Linked DNA regions of Gasterosteus aculeatus: region 1 is linked to region 2. The links are chromatin contacts, called in public Hi-C maps. All regions are on one chromosome and are shown on one strand. Each heading gives the region's core, a stretch centred on a gene start, on an enhancer-like site or on the middle of the called end of the contact. The rest is flanking DNA. Distances are from core to core; before and after follow the strand shown. Region 1 holds the start of gtpbp8 (GTP binding protein 8). Region 2 holds the start of efnb2a (ephrin-B2a).

Evidence for each region. Hi-C and Micro-C count contacts between places; a contact is called where the count stands out from the background.
Region 1: a contact with region 2 is called in a Hi-C map of whole body, with 5 times the contacts expected there. The contact joins the promoter of gtpbp8 here to the promoter of efnb2a in region 2. A contact is called at or near these places in 3 of 6 Hi-C or Micro-C datasets (skeletal muscle and whole body).

The regions. Positions count from the first base shown.
Region 1 is chr16:1,807,250-1,809,949 of fGasAcu3.hap1.1, reverse strand. gtpbp8 (GTP binding protein 8) reads right to left here and starts at 1,448. Exons shown (of 8, transcript XM_040201813.2): 1 at 1,310-1,448; 2 at 747-941; 3 at 490-643. The coding sequence starts at 916.
Region 2 is chr16:1,046,451-1,049,150 of fGasAcu3.hap1.1, reverse strand. efnb2a (ephrin-B2a) reads right to left here and starts at 1,413. Exons shown (of 5, transcript XM_040202553.2): 1 at 583-1,413. The coding sequence starts at 695.

The DNA of each region.
Region 1 (2,700 bases), core at 199-2,698, 760 kb before region 2:
AGTAAAGAATAAAGAATAATAAGAAGTTGAGCTCAGGGCGGAACAGAGAGAACAAGAGGTCACAAGAAAAATGACCTAAATTCATAAGCTTTACAGAGATGATTGATTCCAACTCTTTTGTAAATGCATTGACAGAAAACGTTGCCATGTGAATATGAGGATGTGTGAGACCTGAGGAACATCCCTGCTTGTGTTCAGCACAAAAAACCCGTCGACAAGACGCATCTGTATGACCACGTCTGCCCCCGTGGGATGACACGTGACCCTTACGTGTACCTTACACCAACGTCTTCTGTAACTAGCAAACTGTTAACGATGTACCTGCACCGAAAAAAACCCGTCTGGCATTAAAGCGTTTTATCCGGCGGGCCCTGTGGTTCTTTGCTGGGGCCTCCACCGTCTCTACAGCACATGTCTACCGAGTTCAGCCGTGGTCGGGACACGTTGGGAGCACAGTTGTTAACAGCGTGACAGAGGACACTCGCTAACCTCAGGCGGTTTCAGCGCAGGGACGTGGTCCATCCTTTCCGCAGAGATGTAGTAATCAATCTTATGGGATGGAGACGAGATGAAGAGCTTCTCTGCTTCAACCATGTCCTCCAAACTGGGATGAAAGAGCTGGAACTGAGTCCTGTCCACTGACCTGAAAACAAAGGACTCACTTCACGCTCTGAAAGAGTACCTGGACAAAGACATGCTGCCTCTGGAATCTACACACTCCTTTCAGATGAAAGCAAAGACACTACCTGTCCAGGTAAGCCTCCAGAGCACTGAAGGGGTAGAGTAAGCTTTGGGCTTTCTTTGGGGGCAGAACGGTTGCTTTCTGAAGCGAGGCCAGTTTGTGGACACTGTGCCAGGAGACAGGACAAACCTGTGTCCCAGGCTGAAGCCAAAGGGACAGCCGGAGACCAAACATCTTCCTCTGCAGGTCTCAGACCAGCCTGCAGCGGAGAGAAGGATCCGGTGATTACGTGCAGCCTTGTCAAACATTCTACTGTAAACTAGCGTTGGTGTGGATCCGGCGTGACGTCACTTTCGCCCCACATATTACTGCCGACTACACGAGGTTATTACACATATGTAACCTTAGTTAACAGGAAACGAGAGACATGTTAGTCCGGAAGGATTGTAAAATATGTTGTAGAAAGACATTTATAAAAAGTAGCGTTAACCTTCTCGGTGTGACTTTAGCTGTGCACCTGAGGAAGAATAGTTTGGCTAGCAAACTACCTAAACATTAGCATTGAGCTACAAACATTAGCATTAAGCTACGTAACATTTCAAGATGCGGGTTCATTTCACTACTTACCGAACATCCAATATTTCCATTGCTATAAAATGAAGGAATGAACTCTGGTGAAAACTGTCACCAACATAACTGTCCTGTTACAAGTTCTTCCACTGTCCTCCATGTCACGTGCACCGCTCAAATAAGTCCGACTGAAACAGTTCTCATTCAAGGTTCCGCTGCCTTTGTTGTTATTTTAACAAACCATTCGGAACCTTATAATAATAAACTAATCGAAATAAAATAAATAAATTTGTTTGTACATATTTCTTAATACTAAATATCAGCAATAGTAGCAGTAGTAATATAATAACTAATCTTAATGTGTGTGTTTTAGTAAAGCATAGGCTGAAAAGAGATTAATTCTAAATCTTAGTAATAATAATACATTTTATTTATATAGCACTTTTACAAAATACTCAGACGCTTTACATGGTTAAAATAAAGATAAACAAAGACATCTTGCATTGAGGGTACAGTGCTAACCACCACACCACCGTGCTGCCCATCAGTGTCACAGTCTCCTGTTAAAAGCCTCCTTGACCTCGGTTAGCGGCTCTCGCCTTCCTGAGCCACTGTGTTGTATTTGGTCATAGAGTGTGGTTTGTTTCTACACTAAACAACATTGCATACACGCTTTCCACTCATGCACTCACCTTAACTACAACAGTTGCTGATACCACACTCCACTGTGTCTTTCTTGGTAAATTGAATCTAATACATACACTTAATCTGCTTGGTTGTGTGTGTCTCTTCTGTCATGGCCGTGCGGCCCGCTTGGTGACGAGTGGGGGCTTGTACAGCGCTGCGCTCACATCTCCATCCTTGTGCTAATCCATCGATTAGCGATCGGGGGAGTAATTGTTTCATATCCAGCCACATTCTTCATATTGATGCATGGCTGGTAGCACGCATAGCAGCATTCCCGCTGCTGGTGGGGGGGGGGGGGGACGTCTCCCCTCCCCGGGGGAAGGTACTGTTCTAGCTGTCACATACATCCTCCATCACCCTCTTGGTGGGGATTATTGAGAATCACAATACTGACGTTTGCGTAGAGCGCGCCAAGGAAACGTCCTCATAAATTCGGTTGGAGGAGGTGGCAGTGATAAGAGCGCCTCCAGGCTTCTCTCCCACTCCGCATTCCTGCGCGCTGAGTTTCCTGGTAGGAAATGGACTTTCGTCGATAGTCAGGAAGGTGGTCAGGTTTCACAGGTCCATGAGCACAAAGTGCTTATTCTCCCCCTAGTTGGGGGACAAGAGATCACTTCTAATATTTATCCAGCTATGATTGATGATTTGAGAGGTACATTCGGCACACTGGGGGCTTTCTCACTTTCAGCTTTAAGAATCCAAGTGATCCACTCATGGGTCGCCCACTATTTGGGGACCCCTTTCTCTCCACATGATGGCAG
Region 2 (2,700 bases), core at 164-2,663:
CTCTGCGCGTAAATATCCCCCAACGGCGACAACGAGACGGCAACGGAAAATCAGTTAAGCCGTAAAGCAATGAGCGTGTCTAAATACAGCCGCTTCCACACGGGCTGCTGGCGTGGATGATGTCTGTATAATTCCCGACATATTACCCGTGTTGTTAACATCAATTCTTCTCAGTTACCCAAACAGGTTGGGAGTTTAGCTGCACGGCAGATCTTTATATCGGATGTTTACGGAGTATTATGGTTATCTGAGAAACGCGCCAAACGCGTGATCAAATATGAACTGTAGTTATATTTTTTTTTTACAAAATATTACTTTCGCGACCCGTTTAATCACATTAGCGCGTCAGAAAGGAGGTGGCGATAACACGCGAATATTAATTCAGTTGCAAATCACGCGGTGCTGACTGCTCTTTGTTCCACTCGCGATATTCTGAATTTGAAAGATGATTGTAATAAAATACCGCAAAGGCAGGCAAGCCGACATTAAATTGCTATATTTTTCCACGGAGTCTGGCATCGAATCGTCGCCCCGCGCACGGAGCTACGCGGGCCAGGTGTCCGCGCGGCGTGTCTCACTTACTTGGTATTTGTTGTGTTCCAGTAGATGGACTCCAGGATCAGCGCCCGGCACAAGTCCACTTCGAAGGCAATAAATAAAACTCCAAAATAATATCTCCACATCGAGTCACCCATGGTTAGCCGGCGCGCCTCCAGTTGGTGCCCGATCCTCCTCGAAATCACCAAATGTGTCCACAAAAATAGAGCGCAGGACAAGCGCTCCGGAAAAGGCTGACCGCGGCAATGTCTTCACCTTATATCCCGATCCAATGGAGGAGGGGGGGGGGGGGACAAACTCCGATCAGACCTCGTAGAGCACCTCCACGAGAGAGACCTGTTCCAAAAAAGCCAAAGGCGCACGCCAGTAGTTCATTCGGCGGACAGCGGCTTTGTATTCTCCCCCGTTCAGAGCGCAGACTTCACCTCGCTCCAATACATCCCTCAGAGACAAAAAGGTGTCGGTGTCCGCTGTAAATCCCCCCTGCGTTATAGTCCAGGAGTCCCGCCAACATCCAGAGCAGCAGCAGAGAGTAGGACAGCGGTGGCTGGGGTGGAATGCTCAGATATTCCCCTTTCAGACAGTTCTGGTGGACAGCAGCAAACTGTGGCCGACGGCAGCAGAAAAATGACACGCAGGAATCAATGAGGTCGAATGGTCAAAATGAAGAAAATGATTAAATATGAGAATGAACGAAATCAAAGGAGCGGGGATGGAAGTTATCCTACTAGAGGTCTCCAACGAGCGATGCGGCTGAATGCTACAGATCCGTCCCGAAACGCCCGCGCACCGCGTAGGGATGGTGCCTCAGCGCCGCTCTGAAACCTGGATGGAAAGTAACTGCAAGCACCGCGACGGGGAATTTGGTAGAGCTGGTTTGGCACGGCCCCGCCCCCCGCCGCCGCTGATTGGTCGCTGCGCGGTGAAGTTAGTGGGAGCTTTGTTGTCAGTCAACGGGGCAACTGGTTCTGTGCGGTGACCAGTGGGGAGCAAAATGGGAAGAACGGAGTGAATCGGCTGAATTCCAGTGCTGAAAGTGTCCTACGTGATAAGAATGGATCTAATTCCTTCAATAATACTTCACATGATAGAAAAGGTTGTGACATGGGTGATGACACGAGCCTGTTTCCTCTATAAGATAAAAGCTGAGCGTGACTCGTCTTTTTATAGCTCCCAAACAACGCACAGCGCGCGCTGCCCGCACGCGAACGCAGTCTGAGACCCCGTGATGGAAAACAGCGAGAAACACAGGCTGCCGTGACGCTCGCGGTGCTGGTGCATGTGTCTCCGGCGAGCGCGCGACGGGGCTCTCCGTGTTTTTGGAAAGACAAGAGCGCCCACTAGTGGAGGATCCACTGAGGAGAGGCGGAAGCTAAGGTTTCATCCTGTTTATATGAAATGTAAAGGCACCAACACACAACTGTGTCCATCAACAGCCAACACAATAGAACGTTCAAGTATTTAAACACGTTTAGTCTTGACGTAGACAGTTCAAATAGTTTGTAACTTTAAAAAAAGGCTTTAGCAGGCTTGTTTTTTTTTCCTCTGCCCCAATTATTCAGTTATTAGCATCCACGTTGCCTAGAATTGCTTCCTGAACCACTAACCATCATATCAATACCTTTAAAGCCTAATTGAAATGGCGCGTTCACGCCTCCCGCCCGCGGCCCCCAGCAGCACAATGCGCGTGCCAACCTCTCGCACCTCCCGACGACTTGATTCGATCACGAGCTCCTTTCCGCGCGGTGGCTCGCGGCCGTTTGCGTAGCGACGGTCGGGCTGATAGATCTTCGGGAGATAATTGAGGAGTCCGATTCGGCTTCTCTCACCTCCCGCCGTGGAATAAACACCCGCAGGAGGCGCGGCTCTGCGCGCAGACGGCGTGTTTATTGGTGTGGATTTGATACCGAGACGGTTTAACGGAAGAAGTCACCGATGTGCGAATTAGATTAGCAGGACACCCGCCTTACTTAATTAAACGGGCAGACGTATTTAAACGTGTGTGACTACAAAGGTGTAATCAGGACTTGCAAATTTAGTTTATTTTATGTATTTGTTTATTTGTGAAAAGGGTGATTATGAAGATTAATATAATTGCACAATGTATTTTGTCTTGTTTCTCAACGTTAAAAACCTAAAACA